Regions from separate parts of the Sus scrofa genome. Here all the other regions are linked to region 4. Evidence: chromatin contacts called from public Hi-C and promoter capture Hi-C data. All regions are on one chromosome and are shown on one strand. Each heading gives the region's core, a stretch centred on a gene start, on an enhancer-like site or on the middle of the called end of the contact. The rest is flanking DNA. Distances are from core to core; before and after follow the strand shown.

Region 1 (2,700 bases), core at 122-2,621, 450 kb before region 4:
CCAGTACCCATCTTCTCTTCCTCTGGCAGTAATCCCTGCTCTTTGGGCAACCACTCTCCCCTACTTCCAGAAGAGGAGGTCAGTACCAATTTTATTCTAAATGGCCATTGAATAAAAGCCACCGTGGAAAATTTTAAATCAGGAACAGGCAATGGTCTGACATCTTTTTGAAGATCACTCTGAAACCAGTGTGGAGAAATACATTGTATTTGGGAAAAAATGGAAACAAAAAAAGAAGCCCTTTGGATGTTGTAGAGGAGGAGGTGGTAGCAGAAATGAGGGCGGGGGCAGTGGAGAGGGTGAAGAGGTGGGATTCAAGAGCACAGATATAAGTCAAAGGGGGAAGGGGCTTGTGGCAAAGTTGTATGATTTGGGCCACTCCACTTCTCAGCTTCTTCTTCCAGAGGCACTACTCACTTCCCAAGAGTAATTTAGACAAGCATAGTGGTTAAGAGTATTGTTTTTGCCAGTTTGGATTTGAATCTCAGGTCTGGCAGATGCTAGCTGTGTGACTTTATGCAAGTCAGTTAACAGATTAGCATTTGAGTGTTTGCTATGGATTAACCAATATAATCTTCCCCAGACTAGGACATTTAACTCCTGTTACTCCAGTACTCAGTGGGTGGGTACAGGAATGGGGAGAGAGCAAGTTCTTTGTCCAAGGCCCCCAACAGGATTTCTCAAACCACCACATTACCCTAGCTTTTCTGCGCAGAAAACTGGAATAACAATAATACTGCCACTTTCAGGTGTGTTTGGGAGGATACAAGAGAAGACCTGGCAAATCATAGGTGCTTGTAAGTTATTATTAAAACTATTGTAATCATATCCTTTGTGTTTTCCCAAGTTTTGCAGGGAGTAGGTATCACCTGGACAAACCTTTGGATTAAAAACAAAACAAACAAAAACAAAAAAACAGTTCCGCTCCTGGCTCAGCGGAAACGAATCTGACTAGCATCTGGGAGTTAGCAGGTTAGATTCCTGGCCTCGCTCAGTGGCGCTGCGGTGAGCTGTGCTGTAGGTCGCAGACGCGGCTTGGATCTGGTGTTCCTGTGGCTATGGTGTAGGCCGGTGGCTGCACTCCTATTCGACCCCTAGCCTGGGAACCTCCATATGCCGCAGGTGCGGCCCTAAAAAGACAGAAACAAAACAAAACAAAACCTCTCAGGTGAGGGGGAAAAACTGCAGCTGCCGGCCTCTGAAACAGTTTACTCGGACACCGGCTGTAGGGCTGTGCTTAGAGGTCAGGGCGGGGCCAAAGAGGGCTAGACCTCAGGGGCTGGGCCAAAACCTGAGGGTCGAGGCTGGGGGTCGGACCCGGGGAGAAGGGGCGGGGCTAGGGTCCGGGGCGCATGCTCTGTAGTGCAGCCTGCTCAGCCTCGGCGGTCGGCGCCACCGCCCACTCGCGGCTGGCCAGCTGCAGGCTGCCGGGGCGCAAAGTAGCGCCGGGCCGGGCTGGGCGAGCGCACGGCCATGGCCCCGTGGTTGCAGCTCTGCTCTGTCTTCTTCACCGTCAACGCCTGCCTCAACGGCTCGCAATTGGCCGTGGCCGCAGGTGGCTCCAGCAGAGCTCGGGGCGGCGACACCTGCGGCTGGAGGGTAAGAAAAGGACAGCGAGAAAGTTTCTCACTGTCCCTCAAAGCGCGGGGGCACAGGTGCTCGCGGGCAGTGGAGCCCGCGCGGACTTGCCTGCTCTCCGCGGAGTATTCGGCGGGGTTGGGATCCTGGCTGCTCCCGCCCTCCTGCCTCCCTCACGGGGCGCGCGTCTGCCTGCCCCGGCTGGGATGAAAGAGGCCGCTAGACCCCCGGCTTTGTGTTGCTAATGAGGCGCTGCCAACGACCGGGGTCCGGCTCCCGGAGGGCGGGCTAGAGGGGCGCCCGGCGGTGGGCTAGGGGAGAGCGCCCCACCCTTTGTTCCGGGCCCGGGGCAGTGCGCCCCAGGGCTGGGATCCTTAGAGCTGTCCGGATGGCGGGGAGAACGCTTCGGAGCTGGAGTGGAGGGTTTTCCTCGACCTCCGGTCCATAGCTCTGCAAAGGCCCGGGACTGCCAGGGAGGGGCCCCTGAGTTTGGGGAGGAGTGCGTCTCCCTCTCGGGACCGCTTTGTTCCTTCTTGGTTGGGTCGCCTTCACCCCACCGTCGGCTCCTGTCTTTCTGGTAAATTTTGCTCCGATGTTCAGCCCTTTGCTTAAAGAAAGGTCTCAGGGATGACCCTCCACCCTCACCCCGCCCCAGCTTGAGTTGCGGATATTTTCATGGTCAAAGGAAAGAATGAGTTTGTCACCTCGGTCGGGTGCCCAAGCACCGACTTTCGCCGTGTGCATGGAGCCCTCTGCCCCTAACTGAATGCTTCTTTGACACCATCTGGGCGGTGTGTCCTGGGGAGGGGTGTGTATGCGGGGACGCTGCCGTCCCCGGTACCCACAAGGTCTCCTGGGCTGGGGCCACTGTAGGACCGTGAGACTGCATCCGTCTGTCCCACCCCCTCCCATCCAAGCCAGGGCCAGCCTTCAGCTTTGTGGGGAGGACACCGGCTTTTCACTCAGGCAGCCACAGACATGCCCTTGGCTCTTCTTCTGGGCAGCCATGATCCTCAGTTTCTTCACCTGGAAAATGGGAATAGAGATTTCCCAGTATCCCCTAGCACTGCTGCTCTGAGGGATGGGTATGGGGGTGGTTTGCTTAGAGCAACATCCACCCAC
Region 2 (2,700 bases), core at 97-2,596, 280 kb before region 4:
TCAGTCCTGGAAAAGATTCACTTCCAGCTGTTTCAGATATAACTCTGAGCACTCAAGGAGGGGACTTTACCCCTTTAGAGCTGCAACGTCTGTGCTGTGTCTACTGCTGTCTGTGCATCTGAAGCCTTAGAGAAATCATTAGGGGGAGGTGTACAGCTTTTTAGAGCACAGGTTCAGACAGAATCGGAGCCAGATGGGCACGACATGTATAAACACCAATTAATAAACACTTGGCTCCAGATGAGCCTTGCTCGTCAAACTCATGACCTTCTCACCTCCATGGTCCGGGCCCTTCCTCCCATTGGTACAAAAACGATAGAGATGGGTACAAAAACCAGAGCATTCACAGGCCAGCTGGGAGGGTACATTGGGACATGCAGGGCACTGTGCTTTTCTTGGGGACATTTAAATTCCTTCCAGTGGATCTTTTGTTTTTCCCCATCACATTAAAAAAATTTTTTGTTTTATTGAAGCATCCCCCATTACCCCACCACACTTTTAATCCTATTGATGCTATTAATAATAATGTTAGGTAACATTTACCATGCTTTCACTATTTGCCAGGCACTGTGCTGAAGGGCTCTTATAAGCGTCCGCTTGATTAAGCCTCTTAAAAATCACAAGATGTGGGGGAACTGCTGGGGCTTCTGAGGCTTTGTGAGGGTCAGATCCTTGCTGAGGGTCATTTAGGTAGTGAGGGGGGATCCACATTTGACTCTGCTGAGGTGTTGCCCAGACCTGCCCATCCCCCATTTATTGAGTCCCAAGTATGTCCCAGTGTGGGGCAGATACAAGACGCAGTGCACCTCTGGCTAATTTTAGTTTTGAGTGTGCTATTATTTGAATATTTGAAAGGAGAAAGGAAGGAAGGAAAGAAAGAAAAGGAAGGGAGGAAAGAAGGAAAAGAAAGGAAGGAAGGAAAGAAAGAAAAAGAGGGAAAGAAAGAGAGGAAGAACGACCAGCTCTCAGGGAGCATACATCTGAGAGTGGAAGCCCAAAGGAGTCCTGCATTCCTTGGAAGTTCCCTTCCTTAGTGGCTATGAGGATGGAGATTTAGAAGTTGGGGGAGGTTGGTGGGTCTGGTTCCTTCTTCTCCTTCCCTTCAACGAGAGCCAGTCTGCTTCTGCCAGGTTTATTTCTTGAGTTTTGAGTCTGATCAGGTTTGACACATGGGTTCTGCTGCTGAAAGAATGAAGCCAGCCTCTGGCATAGCAGCTTGTAGCTAAGAGCATGCCTGGGGCATTATCCACCCACGTTCCCGGGGTTCCTTCCTCTTCTAGCTCCCTTTCCCATGGCTCCTTCCCTCCTTTGCCAAGCACTTCCTTCCCTGGCTCCCGCTGGGCCTTCACATTGCCAGCAGCTCAGCTCAGCTCAGCTACTGATGGTTGGCAGGGCTGGGAGGCTGAGCCCTGGACTCAGAGCTGAGCTTCCTCACCTGCTGGCACACTGTGCACGCGTCCTGGGCTCCAGGCTCCTGCTCTGCGAGATGTGGTGTTAACAGAACCTACCCCTCAAGTTGTTGTGCAGATTATATGAGATGGTGGCACCAGGTTTTTGCTTTTTGTCTTTTTAGGGTCGCAGCCATGACATATGGAGGTTCCCAGGCTAGGGGTACAGTTGGAGGTATAGCCACTGGCCTATGCCACAGCCACGGCAACACTGTATCCTTAACCCACTGAGCAAGGTCAGGGATCGAACATGCATCCTCATGGATACTACTCAGATTTGTTTCTGCTGAGCCATGACGGGAACTCCTATGGCACACCAGTTTTAAACATCACCTGGCCCAGGTGTGTAAGTGTTCACAATCTCTGGACCATAGTGATGATTATTATTAGTATTACAACAGCCATAACCACCCTGTTTTTCTCCCAACATTGTCAAGAGGGTTCCGTGCTCTTTTTCTCTCCACTTCTTTCTCACCCGCTCGCTCCTCTGAAGAGCTTGGCCAACCAGCTGCCACCCCCACTGCTGCTGCTCTGAAGCAGTGCCCCAGGTTGTTGCCATCTCCTGACAGGCAGTCCTGATTCCCAGACAGCCCCCACTTTCTGAGTCAACAACCCCAAGCCAGCGTCTCCTTTGGGGAAGTTTGGGTATTACTGACCATTTTGCAGATAAGCGACCTCAGGGAGAGGCTGAGTCAGGGGTGTGCACAGAGCTCAGGATTTGGTTACAGACATAGCCAGGCAGGGGGACCATGGGCTCCTCCTCCTCTGCTCCTTCCCAAGCTGTAATCGGTTCTAAAAAGTTGTGGTTAAATTGTCAGGGGGTGAAGAAGGTGGCAAGCCCATTGTTGTTTTCTGTGACCCTGTCCCTGAATGAAGAGATTTCCTTCAGGGGGAAAATGATAGAAAGGAAGGAGCCACTGCTGCTCCGAGCACCACAGGTGACTAAGTGGCTCTATGGGAGGGAAAGGCAGGTGAAAAAGACTACCTGCCGCATGATCCCACTTATGTGACATTTTGGAAGGGGCAAGATTATAGGACAGAAAGCAGATCAATGATTGCCAGGAAGTGGGGTGGGAGGAGGGTCTGACTACATAGGGGCTGCACAAGGGATTTGGGGGTGATGGGGCAGCTGTTTGATTGTGGCAATGGGGATCCACCTGTGAGTGCTGGTCAAAACTCACACCTGCATATCAAAGAGTGAATCTGTATGTAGAAGTGTATTTTCAAAAATGAGTTAGGAGTTCCTGTTGTG
Region 3 (2,700 bases), core at 72-2,571, 370 kb before region 4:
CTTGGAAATGGTATTGGGGAAGAGTGCGTGATGCTTAAACAGGAAAGGGCTCACGAGGCACTGGATTTGGGGTCAAAGTAGTGGAATGAAGTTGCAGCTGTTGGTTTGCTGGTTTGCTCAAGATGCTCGATTTCTGGCCCCAAAGTTGGGCTGTGGGTTAGGAAGAGGCCACCCAGCACTATGAGGCCAAGTAACTGCAAAGAGAGACAGGGATTGTAATGAAGAAAGTCTCGTTTGTGCTGGAGCAAGTTCTGACTGAACTCCTCATGCCAGTCACAGGGGCCCAGGCTGGGAGATTTACAGCCCAGTGGCTGTTGCTAGGATAGGTCTCTCCCAGGAAGCCCTCAACACCCCCCCACACACACCTGTGAGGTGGAATGAGGGGGTGGTGGTTAGAGCTCACCCGGTGAAGAGAGTGAGGCAGTCCACTCAGAGCCTAATCCGTCCACTTATTGGTGCCTAGGCCTGACAAGAGCTCTCCAGGCTGCCTTCATCTTTCTAAGCTTCAGTTTCTTCATCTGAGAAGTGAGTCCACAAAACCCCTATACCTCACAAGGCTGTTGTGAATATTAAAGTAGATAAGCACATAAAAATGCATGACTGGCGCACAAAAGCAACTGACGAATTTTTTATTTTTATCTTCACCGTTTTATACTTTCATAAGGGCCCATAACTAGAGTGTAGGGCTTTCCTGATCTTTTGGGGTCCTGAGGACTATAGGCGTTTATCTGTTGAGTGAATGAATACAGCGATTAGTTTTAGTATTTGGATTGCCCTATTTCATCACGGAGGACTCAGGCCACTGCCAGCTGCGGCTCTTTAAAGCTCAGCGTTTCCTACGAACTTGCTAGTCGCGGGGATTCGTCCTCGTTCTCACCCCTACAGATAAGGAAAAGTGAGGCTTGGGCAGGACCCGACACGCCCCAGGTCGGCCTGTCGGCGGAGCTGGAGCTTCAACCACAGGCGCCCGCCCTCACCCTCCAGGGCAGCCCCTGCTACTCTCGGCTGGTCGCCACAGTCCCCTCTCGCTCTGACACCTGTCTTGAGAGCCGCCCCAGGGAACGCAGGAGCAGGGATCCGGCTGCACACCCTGACGTTAAATTCTTTCCGAACTAGGTGTTGAGGGATGCCCCGGAGGCCAGATCTCTCCTCTTCCCTCCCTAGCCTTCTCCAGGATCTCCTCTGGGCTTGAGGCGAGGAGTGCTGAGCGGCAGGCGCGAGTCAGTGCGTCCGGGTCTCCAGCCACCCGGCTTGGGCGCCAGCTAGGGTCCCGGGCCCGCCTCCCGCCCACGTGGCCTCCCAGGCCTCTCCACGCCCACGCCCCGCCCCTCCTCGGGGAGCCGCCCCCACAGCCGCGGCCGCGGCAGCTGTAGCCGTGGTTCGCTCTGCAGCCTAGCGGGTTGAGCCTGAGCTGGGCGCCGAGGTGAGTGTAGATGGCTGGCCTGCAGCCCCTCTGCTCTGCTAGACTTTCCCTGACTGGACAACCCCATTAGCCGCCTCGGAGCGGGACACTTTCCCGGGCTGGCTCCTCTCCACCTTCACCCACCAGGCCGGAGCTGGGCCCCACCCCATCCCGGTGCCCGCGGCGTGCTCTACGCGCTGTCTGGCCCCGGGCACTCTGGGCGCTCGCGGGCGCACTGGGCGCTTGAGCGCGGCGCAGGTAAGCAGTGTCACTACAGCCCAGACCGGCTGCCACTCGCGCTGTTGACCCTGACTTCGGTCTTCTTGGTAGCTTTTGGGCGAAAGTTCTTGGAACCACTGCCGGGGAGGTGCCACCTGTCCTGGGGCGCAGCCCCTTTACTCGGGTGTCGGGCACTGCAGGTCTGGTCTTGCAGAGCTGCTGGTCACTTCACCGCGGAGAATCCAGCTTCGGGTGCGCGGGGCGGCGGCCGAGGTTTCGCGCGCCTCACCCAGTGCTGGCGGCTGCATGGTTTAAACTGTGCGGCCAGAGGCTCCTGAGATAGAAGCGGGGGAGGTGGACACCAAGGGGTTAAGGTGAACCTTGGTGCCTCATAGCCAGAAACGGGTGAGCGTTTTTCTGAGTGTGGAGGTTTCTACCAAGTCGGTTTCCCTTGGGCTTTGTCACGCGGAAGAATCGCGCTTGTCCTATCAGCGGCAACATCATGAGCTGAAAGTTGCTGAAACGGAGCTTCTTGTTCCTAGAGGGCTTTTGCTCCATTTAATGCCTGAACCGTGCTTCCTTCCAGCACTGGGTGAGGATGTGAGAACTGCACAACAGTAGTTGTCTTGGATGAATTAGCAGAAACTTATTTTTAAGCAGTTCATGTACTACCCAGCTATCACCACTTTCTACCCTGGAGTGTGGAAGAGGACTTTTGCTATGTCTGTGTCTTAGAATAGTCTTGGGAAAGTTACTTCACCTGTCTATGCCTCAGTTTCTTCATCTGTAATGTGGAGGTGATAATAGTTCAAACCTGAAAGTGTTGTGTGAGACTAAAGCTCTTAATGCAGTGCCTGGTACAAGCTAAGTTCTACCTTGTTAGCTGTTATTATTATGGCTGACATCTAACAGGGCGTCGCTATCCCGAGCTCTTCAGCCAGGTTGGTGGGCAGGTCTTGGCACTTCCCCTTCTTTTGCTAAGGACCTGAATTATTTACACAGTAGCTGTGGTGTCCCCTTCAGCCTTGAAACACTTGGGCTTGGCAGTAATACTTCCTATGGTTAACCAGCCTTGTGCA
Region 4 (2,700 bases), core at 119-2,618:
GTGTAGGTTGCAGACGTGGCTCAGATCTGGTGTTGCTCTGGCTGTGGTGTAGGCCAGCAGCTGTAGTTCCAATTAGACCCCTAGCCTGGGAACCTCCATATGCCTCAGGTGTGGCCCTAAAAGGATAAAAGACAAAAAAAAGAAAGAGAGGAATGGAGGGAAAGTACTTTATTTGGAGTTAAATAGATCTGGCCTCAAATTATGATTTTGTTAATTTGTTCAACTCTTGCAACACTTTTTATTTATTTTTTATTTTTACAATATTGTGTTAGTTTCAGGTGTACAGCTTCCCATTCTTTTCCATTATAGGTTATTACCAGATACTGAATGTAGTTCCATGTGCTATGCGGTAAATCCTTGTTTATGCATAGTACTGTGCATCTGTTAATCCCATTCTCCTAATTGCAATACTTATTTTAAGTTGTGCATGATAGTATCTCCCTAATATGTTGTTGTGAGGATTAAATATACGTAATATATGTGAATTGCTTTGTGGGGTGATTAGCATGTAGAAAGAACCCAAGATATACTGTATTCACTGTAAACCAAATAAATAGTAGTTTCAACCCAATTAGCATAAGCTATTTAAAGGTCTTTTACTCGACTGTGAAGAGAAAGCGATCACCTGCTGTGGGTTTTTTTTTTTTTCCGCGTGTTTTTTTAACGTGGCGGCAAACGATTATATTTTTTAGTATACACTATGAGAAAACTGAAACACGAAATCTAAGAGCCAGCAGCACTTCTTTCCTCAAGCTCTGCAGAACCAAATCCTGTTAACATTCAGCTGTGGAAGTCTTATCAAAGGATCCGAGGTATTGACCCTTGCTGGAGGCGTGCCACAGGTTACAACCTAGTAAGATAAAAGGGGGGGGGGACAGGTGGGAGTAATCTGTTGTAAAGATGCAAAATCCGGTAGAACGGCAGGTAGGTGAAGCAGGCCCCCCCGAGGCTTTCAGGCTCTTATCGCTGCAGCCCACTTGCTTATCATTACTCCAGGCCTTTATATGCACGCAAATATTTCACAAAGCCGGGATCGTCCCACAACCATTGCCTCTATTCTCTTTTGGCCAAAGTAAATCCTGCGCGGAGAAACGGGGTAATCTTGCCCAGAAAAAGGCGAAGCCTGCGTCCCCAGGACCTGGCTCTGCGCGCCTCCTTCGCCCTCGCCCTCGCCGGCGGCGCTGGCCAAGCACTGTCCGGGATCGTTCAGCTAGCCGGGAGGCCCATCCACCCCGCAGCGCGCCGGGGCGTCGAGGTACTCTCTGGGCGTTGCGGTTGCCCCTTTTGGCGGGCTCGAGCTTCCTGAGGCTCCGCCCCTGGGCGCCGTCCATCCGCACCCGCGGAGGCGGGCGCCGCGCCCCCATTGGCTGAGGGTTCCGCGATGTCCCCGCCCCCTCCCGGCCCCGACGCCAGCACGTTGAGTGGCGGGGGCCGGCCAAAGAACTGCCCGAGAGAGGAGCGGCTCCGGGGTTTGGGCGGCACGGTTGGGGCGCCCGCTTCGGGGCCCCTGAGAGGCTGCTGGCCCGGGATTGCGGCCCGCGGCCACGGGGGGAAGGGGGTGGGTGGGCTGAGAGCAGCTCGGCGGCGAGGCCGGCCCGCCGCCCCTTCCCCCCACCCCCGTCGACCTTGTCGACAGAAGGTTCCCGGAGCTCCTCACGCCGGCGGGATGGCGACTGCAGCGGAGGCGGAGGCCTCTCCGCCGACGGACGCGAGCTGGGAAAGTGGTGGCGGCGGCGGAGACGACGAGATGAAGCAGGCGCTTCCGGAGCTTGAGTCCACCCCACAAAATGGCGGCGGCGTCAGCATCGCGGAGCCCGGCGGCGGCACCGGGCCTGAGGAGAGCGCGGCTGCTGAGGCCGCCCCGAGCCTCTGCCACGAGCAGCCTCAGGACTCCTCTGAGGCGGGCGCGGCCGCTCTGCCCAAAGGCCCCGAAGAGCCCGAAAGACCTGTTAGGAGGAGTTTTCAGATCCCCAGGAAGAGCAGAGAAAAGAAAGGTGGTGCTTCCCCTCTTCCCCAACCCCTCTCTCTCTCCCCTCCATCTTTTCATTAGAACCTCTCTGTTTCCTTCCCACACCCATCCGAGACACGTAAACACGCATGCAGCGCCGGCCGCCTCTCCCCTCACTGCCACGGCCGCCCAGCAGCTGCGCTTTGGTGCGAGACGAAAGCGGTGGAAACCACGCTCTCCTGCTTCCCCCCTCCCGGTGGAAGTTGGAAGTAGTTCAGGTTTGAAGCGTGTCTATAAGGCTGCAGCTCCCAGAGAGGAAAGATGGTGCTCGGCGCCCCTCCCTCCCAGCCCCTGAAGGCAGAGAAGCCGATGTGTCCTCCTAAGGATGCTTCTGAGAAGTCTCACGGTGGAAATTACCCGTGGCCGTGGAATCTGGGGCTTACTCCAAGGCCACTGCGTTGAGAGGACCACAAGTGCTTCTCCCTGTGGAAATTCTTCAGCTATCTGTCTACTTGAAATTTGCTCGATGTCAGCGTCTTCTCTTGTTTAGAAATCTCCGTTAGATGTGATTCATGCAACACTTATTTTCCATCACACTTCATTTCCATGTAGATTTTTTTTTCTCATTTTTGAGGCGTTAGGGCTTTCTAAATCCAAACTTTAGTATGTTTTTTCTCGAATTTGAGAAAATTGGGAAGGTAGGTAGGTTCTTGGTGCAGTAATTTCCCTCTGGAAAAAAAATAGAGGTTAGC

What was found. Promoter capture Hi-C pulls out the DNA fragments that hold promoters and counts their contacts. A called contact is a pair of places that touch in the nucleus more often than the background predicts.
Region 1: a promoter capture Hi-C map of liver shows a contact between it and region 4, with 4 times the contacts expected there. The contact joins the promoter of IL17RD here to the promoter of FAM208A in region 4. A contact is called at or near these places in 2 of 5 promoter capture datasets (fetal liver and liver), 3 of 47 Hi-C or Micro-C datasets (embryonic fibroblasts, retroperitoneal adipose tissue and subcutaneous adipose tissue) and 1 of 2 datasets of contacts at active chromatin or transcription factors (skeletal muscle).
Region 2: a contact with region 4 is called in a Hi-C map of omental adipose tissue, with 2.1 times the contacts expected there. The contact joins the enhancer-like site here to the promoter of FAM208A in region 4. A contact is called at or near these places in 3 of 5 promoter capture datasets (fetal liver, fetal skeletal muscle and liver), 5 of 47 Hi-C or Micro-C datasets (embryonic fibroblasts, liver, omental adipose tissue and 2 more) and 1 of 2 datasets of contacts at active chromatin or transcription factors (skeletal muscle).
Region 3: a contact with region 4 is called in a Hi-C map of epiblast stem cells, with 2.0 times the contacts expected there. The contact joins the promoter of ARHGEF3 here to the promoter of FAM208A in region 4. A contact is called at or near these places in 2 of 5 promoter capture datasets (fetal liver and liver) and 1 of 47 Hi-C or Micro-C datasets (epiblast stem cells).

Annotation. Positions count from the first base shown.
Region 1 is chr13:39,005,392-39,008,091 of Sscrofa11.1, reverse strand. IL17RD (interleukin-17 receptor D) reads left to right here and starts at 1,371. Exons shown (of 13, transcript XM_021068996.1): 1 at 1,371-1,599. The coding sequence starts at 1,474.
Region 2 is chr13:38,832,472-38,835,171 of Sscrofa11.1, reverse strand. The region is part of intron 2 of ARHGEF3 (rho guanine nucleotide exchange factor 3); the gene reads left to right. Among named protein-coding and RNA genes, the nearest start is that of ARHGEF3, 92 kb to the left of the region's middle. Within about 2 kb of position 1,346, at least 5 of the 83 cell types and tissues checked have an H3K27ac peak or open chromatin away from gene starts, as enhancers often do. A contact at or near this core is called in omental adipose tissue and retroperitoneal adipose tissue, where this site is marked.
Region 3 is chr13:38,924,220-38,926,919 of Sscrofa11.1, reverse strand. ARHGEF3 (rho guanine nucleotide exchange factor 3) reads left to right here and starts at 1,321. Exons shown (of 13, transcript XM_021068992.1): 1 at 1,321-1,423.
Region 4 is chr13:38,555,924-38,558,623 of Sscrofa11.1, reverse strand. FAM208A (protein TASOR) reads left to right here and starts at 1,368. Exons shown (of 24, transcript XM_003358482.4): 1 at 1,368-1,994. The coding sequence starts at 1,382.